2 separate regions of the Gossypium hirsutum genome follow, and region 2 is linked to region 1. The links are chromatin contacts, called in public Hi-C maps. All regions are on one chromosome and are shown on one strand. Each heading gives the region's core, a stretch centred on a gene start, on an enhancer-like site or on the middle of the called end of the contact. The rest is flanking DNA. Distances are from core to core; before and after follow the strand shown.

Evidence for each region. A called contact is a pair of places that touch in the nucleus more often than the background predicts.
Region 2: a contact with region 1 is called in a Hi-C map of leaf, with 1.8 times the contacts expected there. The contact joins the enhancer-like site here to the promoter of LOC107913689 in region 1. A contact is called at or near these places in 4 of 34 Hi-C or Micro-C datasets (fibers and leaf).

The regions. Positions count from the first base shown.
Region 1 is chrD11:36,282,919-36,288,660 of Gossypium_hirsutum_v2.1, forward strand. LOC107913689 (probable trehalose-phosphate phosphatase J) reads right to left here and starts at 2,705. Exons shown (of 9, transcript XM_016842348.2): 1 at 2,545-2,705; 2 at 2,166-2,344; 3 at 1,940-2,080; 4 at 1,770-1,841; 5 at 1,419-1,670; 6 at 1,184-1,331; 7 at 1,023-1,093; 8 at 833-925; 9 at 431-752. The coding sequence starts at 2,548. The coding sequence ends at 696.
Region 2 is chrD11:36,507,868-36,513,609 of Gossypium_hirsutum_v2.1, forward strand. No RefSeq gene overlaps it. Among protein-coding and RNA genes, the nearest start is that of LOC107911450, 40 kb to the left of the region's middle. Within about 2 kb of position 3,509, at least 1 of the 9 cell types and tissues checked has an H3K27ac peak or open chromatin away from gene starts, as enhancers often do. A contact at or near this core is called in leaf, where this site is marked.

The DNA of each region.
Region 1 (5,742 bases), core at 1,455-3,954:
GCTTAGCTTTTTATTTTGAGTTAACAAAAACAAAAGCAATAACTTAAAATTAAATTTGCAGATGCATATGCTGAGTACCTGAAATTTAAGTGTTAAGTAGCGCATCAGACTTTTTAAATCAATTTTCAATGAATATGCTTAATATTATAATTCCCTTCCACGAGAAAACTTTATATTCATCAATATAGTGAAAATGAGATAGTTTTGTTTTTTATGTTATTCGTATTCAAGTGTTATCGTCCAATGTAAGTAAACATTAGATATGAGTATGTTCAATCAGTTTTTAGACTTGACATTATAATTGCTGAATCATTTCTCAATACTTATATTTGAATATATATCCAACATAAATATTTAAAAGATTAAATGAAGAACCAAAGCAACGTAAACTTTGCTTTTGTTAATAAGAGGGATAAAGAGAGAAACAAGGAGAGTAACATTTCTATGCATAATAGACGAATTATGAAGCTACAAGTCATTACCCTTGTACCATGCTAGTTACAAGATGTGCAAGGCCTTCAAGCCTAGAGATACAATACATGTATTATATATATATATATTCTTTTTTTTTTCTTGTTCATTTTTCTTTATCTTGAACAAGAATTTACTACATAATCTCGTCCCAACCCTTTATATTTCCGTTTGCTAGGGTGGACAAATATTTTTCCATATCTTCCTAATTTTTAAATTTTGGATTAAGCTCCCATAGATAATTGTTTCCATTCAACCAGACGCTGTAAAAAATCCATAACCTGCAAGAAAGGAAAGATTATGATCAAGTTACCAAAACAAAAATAAAATAATACTTGTTTGTGCTAGTTTTGGAACTTACCTCATCTGGTTCTTGTAAAGAATATGATGCATTGGTGTCTTTGGGGTACTTTGAGACAAGAATTCCGAAACCTTGTCCTCTGTCTCTCAATATCTAATAACAATGGGAAAAAAACACAACTGTTAGCACAAGATCTACAAGTTTAATAAAGCAAAGACATGCCTTGCCCTTAATTTTGAGCATTGGATACCTTAAATGCATCTTCATCTGTGCGATCATCTCCGATATAGACAGGGAAAACATCAGTACAGTTAGCGAATCCTATAAAAAGATGTTTATAATAACTGTTAGTACACATACTCCCGTCAATACATCAAATATTATTTATATTTAAAAAAAAAAACAACTTACCAAGAGATTCTAATAAAATTTCAAGGGCTTTCCCTTTGTCCCATTTAATAGTAGGACGGATTTCAAGAACCTTTCTACCTTGAGTTAGTCGTAGCTTGGGGTACTCCTTTAAAACTGAATTAACCTGTTGTGCCAGTTCACTCCATTTCTGTTGTTTTGAAGCAAAGGGTCAAGTGCCAATAAAATAGTCGGAATAATTCTAAGTTAATAATAGTAATTTGGCTTTTTTTATTACCTTTTCATCAACACAACGGAAGTGTACAGAGAGACAGAACTTGTTGTTCTCCACCTTAGCTCCTGGAGTTGATTTGGTGGTCTCAACCAATTGTTTGTAAACCTCGTCAATCATGGGAAGAAATTCATTTGCTGGTTGGAAAAGAACATGTTCTGTCACTTTGTCAGTTTTGGAACGTTTCTTTGGCCCTTTAATGTCCATGCCATGACTTCCAGCGTAGTACAGTTCAGCTAATTTCACAAATTTATACACCTACAATTTTGCAAAAAAAAATGAAAAAATATATTCAAGTTCGGGGGAAAAAAGTTGGGCGTTTTTTTTTAGAATAAAATTTGTGGCCTGGAAATGTACCTTGTCTCTGCATCTGCCACTAACTATGGCAGTAGGAAAACACTTTGCTAGCTTTCTCACTGTCCTTCTCATCTGGTGTACATAAGCATGAAAAAGTTAAGTATTGATGAAAATACCCAAAAGGGTTATACAAAGGTTAACCATAGTTTTATATAAGACAAATAGGCAACCTTGTTGGACATGAAAGCTCGATCTGGATCCTCAACAATTGGTGAAAGTGTGCCATCGTAGTCCAGAAACATTACTATTTGTTTCCCTTTCGATGCATCTATTATCTGCTCAAACATCTCCAGGGCAGATGGATGGTGTAGCTACAAAACAAATCAGAATCTTTGTTGGGTTGAAGAAAGAGCAAACCCACTTTTTGTTGAAGGGTTGAATAGCTTTAGAACTTACATTCCAGGAACCTTGATCATTAGGTGTGGATTTTTTATGAGTTGGTGAAGAAGCTCTCATGGAATCAACCCATACACTAGCTCTTGCCCCAGCATTGATTTCAAGGTTGTGCAGCAACCTCTTTGTTGAAATGGAGATATAACCATGAGGTGCTGGCGGCTTTTGAGCTGATACTGTCACTGTGATTGACATGTTGAGGACAGATTTTGCATCAGTCATTATATTTTGACCACCACCACCCATATTCTTTGCTCTCTCTTCTAAGAAACTCACTATAACAAAACAAAGCATTTTTAGTAAAAAGCTACCTTAAAAACTAAAAAGTCCACAGTTCTCAATAGGTCCCCAAAATACAGAATAACAACAATAAAGAACTTACCCATTTGTGGATATTATGGCGTCTAAAAAGAACCAAGTGTTAAGATGTTAATGTGAAGGTAAAGAGGAGGAGGAGGAGGAGGAGATTTGAAACAGAGGAGTATACAGAGTACTCAAAGGAAGAATAGGCAGAGAAATATGAAGAAGAGAATGTATGTGAGAGAGACAGAAGGGGATTGAAAGCCCATTTTATAGCAAACCAGACACAAAGCGACGAAACAAACTAACTATGCCTCTCTCCTAAATGTGGGACCCACCGTCCTCCATGACCATATCCTGAGTTTTTGCTTTAAGGGGCTCCACCGCCACGTGGTCCCACAATCCAAATCCCATGCCTTTGTTGAAACAGCCGTCTTTAGCCTTAGCAGTGTGAAGTAAAAAGGCAGTTTTAACAGGCTGCTAGCAGTTATGCCATGGACCATAGCCTTGGATGGCTCGCATCATATGGGTTTGTGCCACCTGTGCTCACCAAATCGCATCATTTAGCTTGTTAGGTCTGTTCTTTAGTTCTCTATGCAAAAGTTTTATTAATAAATAAATCCTCTTTAAAACTTCACATGAAGCTAGTCAGTATATCTAATTTGATCCAATAGAAAATTATTGTTGTGTTTCTATTGGCTGAATCTAGTCCAGTCTTGAAAATTGAGACAGAACAGTGCCCAGCTCTGCCCAATGTTGGGGCTCATTTAATTAATTAATTATTGTTTATAGTTTATCCTCATTTTCTCTGCTCTTTTGTTTCTGTAAGTGGAAGCATCAGTCGATTACCATTACTTGCATGCCAAGGATGTGATTTACGGTACGAGATTCTATATATCCCTCGCTTACTCAACTTGTTCAACAATTGTCGATTAATTTCAACATAATAATTTGAGATTCATAAAGAAATTTCCTAACATCGGTTTAATCTAATCAAACAATCATGTTTAATTCAAGAAACGGGGAATTGATTCTCCAACCCCTTTGACTGGAAGATGTTTTGAATCTCATATTCTGTATAAGAGATTCTTATATTAAAATTTTCTTAATTCGCTGTGGTTCTTTTATTTCTTAATTAAGTTAAAAAATTTTGGTAATTCACGACAATATATCTGAAATAGAAAGATTGGAGAATCGAAGTCAAATCCCATAATCAGCAATCAATGTAAACGGTCCAAGTCTACAAACAACACTTTGCTTTCTTCTACATATTTTATCTAGGGATGTTGTTGTGCTAAGTGAACTGAATTATACTCAAATTATGCGTACTTTTAAGATAAATATTCCATATTTGGAGTTTTGGAATATTCGGACCGTTTCTTTTTCTTTTTGCTAGGCAGCCGGTTTTCTTTTAATTAAATATTAACTATTTGGTTAAATTATGCTATTAGGCCATGCACTATATGTAAGTTGCAAATTTAGTTTCTATGTGACCCAGTTGTTGGATCCAAATATAAAATATTATATTCTGTTGCCGAAACAACTTACTTTTCTATCTTACTTTATCAAAATGGAAACATAATGGTAAAATTATTTTATAAAAATTTTTGCAGCATTTTTGCCTATTTTATGTTAAAAAAAAACCCTTGCAAAATTTAGATTTCACAATATATCAACATTTAAATCATCTCCCAAATCAATTCCCAACACTTAGATTTTTCGAAACATACCAATAAACTAGGTTTCTATGCTTTACTATTTCATTAAAACAAAAATTATAAAATACTAGCAAAGAAAACATAACGAAAATATTTAAATTCAGTTTACAACACAACATTGTATATATATAGACAAGCCTAGGTACATGTCATTTATATTATAAAGTCAACTTTTCACCAACATTGTTTGAGTTAATCTTCGATTCTTTAGATGATGTTGGAATGACCTACCGAATCTAACTACTTGCACACAGAAAATAAACAAACCGTACGCTAAATATTTTTTTATGCTCAGTGGTGCTAATATCATATAAATCATTACATAAATATTGAATACAAATTAATTGATAGAAATAAATTAAAACTTGATTAAAAATATAATTAATAACATCACAATAAAAGGACTATTCTAATATTAATAAACTTTAATATTATGATATTGACAAATCGAATAAAAAAAAGCTTTTTAATCAAATTTAAAATCGCATAATTAATTTAATTCGCACAATATAGATCCTCTTATTTTCTACTGTATTTATTTTTTCAACAAATGATGGGGTTCGAGTCACACAATCTCTAATATTTATCATTTCAGTTTCATTTCATGTTCAAATCATATATCGCCTAATATAAAATTAGGCTTCCAATACAAAACGTGCTATACATTTGCTTGTTCAACCATTTGAAATATTAATATTTAAATTCAACTCAAAATCTTGAATTTATTAATTTATCATTGAAATCATAGTTTTCAATTCAAATATAATCTTTTAAATACTAACTAAACCATTCAGAATCCATAAAAATAAAATTTATATAGTTAATCATAATTAAATAAATATTAAAAGCATTATGTAATAAAAATAAGATATTAGTGCAAATCGAAGTTTCAATCGCTTTGCTTCTTTTCTTGGCCTTTCTCCTTTAAGATGCTCGTTTCGTTTTTAGCTATAACAGGAGTAACTCAATACGAAACAATGACATTTATTCATTATAATCCTAAAAGTAATAATAACAAACTTAAATATGCATGGTTCATCAAGTTAACAACTAAAGTTTCCTATTCGAAATTCCAATTTCTTTCGACTCAATTATCCGTTTTCAATTCTGTCTTCATCAGAATAGTCACTGCTTCACAAGCTATCATTTAGTTCTAACATTACACAAAGTGACCAAAGTTCTCTACTTCCCCTTCACCATGGCTGAATGTATCAAGCAGACTTCCCATCCATTTTTATTTCTTTTTTACATTTCTAACAAGTTAGAATTCAACTTCTAATCATTTCTTATAAAAAAATATATTTATTTCACTTAAGTTTTTTAAGTTTTCATCAATGTCCTTTAATGGTAACTTTCAATGTACTTGATAAAATAAAAAATTAATTGTACATATGTAAAACAAGCTTCAAAGATTCAAAATCTATGAAAATTTTGACTTGAATTTGAAGGGAAATGATGAAAGAAATTTGTTTTTCTTCCCCTAACTTTGGTAAACGATAAAAAAAATGAAGAAAGATGTTGGTCTTTCTTTTACATATATTATAATAGTACTTATTAAAATA
Region 2 (5,742 bases), core at 2,259-4,758, 230 kb after region 1:
AACCAAAAATCATTGTTTTGATAAAATCAAATCGCTTATTGATTGTTTATATCTCAATCTTTTATTGATTGTTGTATATGAGTTTGAAAATCTTTTGTAAAAGCTTGTTATTTATGGGTATAATGGTGTAGAGAATTTATTGATTAAACGCAGTTGATTAATATCTAAACCATTATTTATGAGAACTAAACTTCCTACTTCAACATGAGATTATGTTACGTGTTGTACGCATCAAGCCAATAAGTTATAAATACTCCCATTACAATTGGTTTTTAGTCAAGAGCTAAATATTTCTCATCCTTGAATTTTTGTATGTGCATATATGTTCCAATTGCTCCACCACAACACACAAAGATGAGTGAATCCTCAAAGAAAGTTAGAAATGTATATTAATTACAAGTCTCCTTGAATTATTAGATGTTTTGAATGTTTTAGAGATTCAATTATGACATGATTTGTGATTACTATTTTGATCCGATAGTTTTCCTGACATTAGGGGAAGAGAATTAATAACTTGTAATGAGTTAGGGGGAGAGTAATTTGAACCAGAAGTTCAACAAGGATAACTCATTACAAGTTCCAAATATGAAAATTCTCATAAAAGAAAATAATAAATCTAGATGTTCATATAGTGAAGGTGGGTGCTCTAGAAGAGACCCAAGACATAACTAATAAGTAAAATTCCAGAAGAGATCCAGGTACCTGGAACTGAAGATTAAAATAGTGAAAATATGAGATCTCGATAAGTTATGTCAATTCGAGAAAATATGGAACCGATAATAGAAGTGGTCGACAATGGTTTTGCACACAATATTATTGTTCAAATAATGAAATAAAATGAGAATCTTGAATAAATCTATTGAGAAATATAGATATGGAATAGATTATTCAAAATAGAAAAGCGTAACTCAAGTACACTTAAATTTGTGAAGTTTTTGGACCAGTAGTCACAAATATCTAAAAGTATAAAGTCAATGAGGGTACAAATGAAATAGTTTTGCAAAAGCGGAATAAAAATATGAAGTTTTCGCTAAGTCCTGGTATTGATTATGAAAAGATATAATATTTTTTTATGGTGGATGCAATAAATTTTAGATATATTATTAAATTGACAATTCGTAAAAGATTTAACTTGTGTCTAATCGTTGTTCTTACAACCTTTTATGAATCACTATATAGTAAAGTTTATATTAAAATCCTTAAATGATTTAGAATGCTAGAAGCATATTGAAATTCTCGAAAAATTGTTCATTTATATGAATTGAAATAATTTGAACATATGTGGTAAATTTGACTAGTGAATAATAGTTGAAGGAGGATAAAAAATGATCCAAAATACCTATTTGTGTTTTTATAGAAGAATCATTATTAAAATTTGCTATGGTTGTTGTTCAAACTCTTTATTCTTGAAGAGATCAAAATATATTTCCCCCAAATTTTCCCTCACTCATGACTTTCAAAAGAATGGTGATATAAATGCTTAGCAAATACATTTAAATAGTTATTTGAAAAACTAGTATTCAAAATTGAATACGTAGAATATGATAAAGTATATGATGTTTTCATGAGGGGAGTAAATACACATTGTACTCTTTTTCCCTTAACCGAAGTTTTGTTCCATTGAGTTTTCTTGGTAGGTTTTTAATGATGCAGCATATTATGCATATTATAAATATGTGTACTTTTTTCCTTCACTAGAAATTTTTTTCCCATAGGGTTTTTATCTTAGTAAGGTTTTAACGAGACACATTATTTACAAATGGACATCCAATGAGGAGTGTTATGAATATTTTATTAAATGGATGTCCATCAAGATCAAGATAAATTTTGATGTACTTAAAACTCTACTAGTAATTACTAGTTCTCTACTTCATTTATACTTCTTATGCCTATAAATAAAGACTTTGGAAAAGCTTTGTAAATATTCCGATTGATCAATAAAATATGCTTTGTCTTTTGCTCTCCCATTTTTTTATTCTTTACTCTCTGTCTATTTATTTTATAACAGCTTCAAGATTGTCTTTTCTCCTTTTGTACCAAACTACTTCAAATTTGGCAAAAATGTGTAAATTTAGTATATAAATAATTAAAAATGAGAACTTATTTTTAATTTTGTCTATCTTAATTATTTTTTAATAAAATTACAAGATTTTCTATCGAAACAATCAGAATTTACATGGATTATTAGTCCGAAGTTACTAGAAAGTTTATATAATTTAGAGTTGTCTAGTAAGTTGGGTGAAACCATATTTGCTGCAAATTAATTCAATAAAAGCTCGTCAAATCATATGAATAATTTCTTTACTTTATTTAGGTCGTAGAATTAGTCCCTTTAGAGTAATGCTGATCCTTATATCTCATGATTTTGGAAATTGACCTGTCTACTTAACATTCGCCTTGTTGATGTGGTGAACTTGGTCAACAAATTTTTTTACATAGATATTTGGATTTTTTTTTTTGGCTTAAAATATAGGAGTAAATTACTCAATATTGTGTCAGTAGATATATTATTTTTATTTTAGATCGTAGGCATGTTTTGGTGTATGGTTTCGGATTTGTTGATGCTTTTAAATATATTTTTCACACATATAGATAATTTAATTTTTAATTTCTTGATAAATTATTTATTTAAATATGTTTTACATATACATTTGTAGTCTAATATTTATTTAAATTATATATTATTTTGGTAAAAATAAATAAATTATATATTATATATACATGTAAATGTATCTCAACTACATCCATATAAATATATTTATATCTAAATATAAGTTTTAAATTTATTAATTAGGTATATAATTATAGAAAATATAAAATGGTTAAGAAAAACATTTAAAAGTTGGTTTAAAATATCAAAATTTTGTATCAATAGATACAGGTCGGTACACATCGATATTGGCCTAAATATATCGAAATGATCAAAACACACTAAAATTTTGACCGAAAATAGTACGTACTACAAGTATAATACCGACTACAATACGTAGGAGGTCAAATGATGTTTTTAACCTCTGTACTTTTATGGAAATACATATTTAATCCCTTTACAATAATTTTAATAAACTTTTATAACTTTGTTTGTTGAGATTTCAACTTCGAATCCAATCTTTAAAATATTAAAAAATGGTTGTATATTAATATTTAAAAAATAATATTGTTAAAATTATTTTTAATATAAATATTTAAATGGATAATATTTAATAGTAACATATAAAATTGTTAATTTATTAAAATGCTATTTTAAATTATCATTTAGTTATATTTATACTTGTTTATGGGTTGTGTTTAGACAAGGAAATCAACTTGGGTTAGCTTGGTCTAACTAGAATTCAAATTAAATAAATAAAAGTATTTATTTAATTTTAATTATAAAATATAAATGTAGACACTGTATTTTTTCAGAACTTAATGAAAAATTTTAAATTTGTTTCCATTGGATTCGTTCTTAAATTTAGAGATGGCAAAGAAGATGGTTTGGATGGGCTCAGGTTGGACTATCTTTGTATTTGAATTATTTTAGACTTAAATTATTTTGGATTTGGATCAGCTATATTCTCTATCTAGGGTTTTTTTGGGCTTGGACTTTTATTAGGTTTAGACTTTTTTAAGCTAGAGTTTTCTCAAACTTGGGCCCTTTTGGTTTTAGATTTTTCCGGTCTTGAATTTTCTCAAATTCAGATTGGTGAGTTGGGTGAGTTTAGTCAAATTTAAATAATTTTGATATTCTATAAATTATGTTTCAAACGTAATAATTAAATTTACTTTTACATAATGATAATATAATACAAATTCGATTCATATAAAGGAAATATTTTATATAAATTTTTATTTTAATATAAATATTGTATATAACATAGTATTTATTATATGTAATGTTTATGATTATATAATATATAATAATTTTACAAACATAATTAATCATATTATATGATATGTATATAACTTTTTATTTATTTGAATTATTATCTAATATATATAAGTCACGAGTTTGAAAAACATTAGAATTGACAAAAATGATTTTTATTATTTATTATATTACTAAATTAAGGTTTGAAACATTGTTATTTTATTATTAAATTTTGAATATTAAAAAATATTTAGTATATTTAGGTTTAAGGGTAAAAATATCCTTAGCAAAAAAAATCAATTAAACCCTCACAAGAATGCACTAAATTGAGCCTTTAATAAAAAAGAAAAGAAAAGAAAAGAAAGAACTCATCCAGGCCCTTTGGATAATGAAAACTCTCATTGACCAATCTAATTGTTAATAGATGCTTACGTGACTGACAAAATCAATGTGAAACTAACATGTGGCATGCAACCTAGACAAGTATGTTAATGTGACATATTTTAACCTAATTATGAATGTCACATCAATAAGCTTAACAAAAAAATTAATAGTATTAATAACTGGACTTGAATTTAAAAAATTAAAAAATAAAAAGACTAAATTCTTGAAAATAAAATTATATGAACTAAATTCCAAATTTATAAAAAGTGCAATAACTTATTATATATTTTAACTTAATTATTGATGTTTGTTTCATTATAAATTTGAACTTTTTCAAATTTTAAATCAGATCTATCTCATGCTTGAGCTCAGATCAATCTTGGGCCCAGGTCAACCTCAAGCTCAAGTTATTTTAAACTCAAATTTTCTTGAGTTTGAACTTTCTTGAGTTTGAATTTTTCTCATACTTAAATTATTAGGAATTTAAATTTTTTTCAAACTTAGATTATTATAAACTCAAATTGGTATAAAAGAATTTTTAAGTTGAGTGTGTTTTGTCACCTCTATTGAAATTTAATACGAAAGTTGTGTTTTTAACTCATTTTGGATATATTATTATTACTATTATCAATTTTTTCTTTTCTTTTCAAGGACCGTGAAAAGGACGGCTTCTCTAATGCATTTGCAACAAGTGCCATAACATGAGCTTGCACAATATTCGGATGGTTATTTTAGTGGGCCTGTTGGGATCAATTTGGAAAGCCTTCAGTTCCCAACAATGAAACACACGTGCAAAGTAAAAAAAAAATTGATTACTTGGTGTTTTCTGATGCTTTTTTTAAAAGTGATTTAATGATGACTTTATGTGTTTATCCTCATTTATCTATATACAATAGATATATATGCCATGCATCGGACGCAGGTGTTGATATATATATATTAAATTATAAGTGGAGTCCAAAACCTTAACAACAAATAAACACTTTAACCATCAAGCCAATGTAATTACTGTATTAAAATATATTACATTCAACCCAAGTTACAACTTATTAATTAGAAATTCATCTACTTCATAAATATTTTGGATTCGAATCATCATTTTATTAAGAAAAAAATTACATTAACCTAGTAAAGAAATTTTGAATAGATTAATATTAGTTAGATATTTTTGTATATATGGAGCACCTAAAATGCTTGTAGATATGTGCCATTTGAAAATCAAAATCATATCCACCCACACATAAGAATCTTATTTCTTCAACTATACAACATACACATCACAATTCACTTAAATAGTGTTGTAAAAGTGAAGGTTAAGAATTGGTAGTTGTCGCTTGAGGCGTGGAATTACTATCCTTAAGAATACTTCGCAGAAAAATCTGAGAAAAAATGAAGGAATCTAATTTGAATAAAGTGACAAAATAAAATAAAACGGCATTCTTATGGGGGTCAACCCATTTGAGTTGAATTAAGGTTCCAGACTCAATTCTCATGTGCACGTACCCATT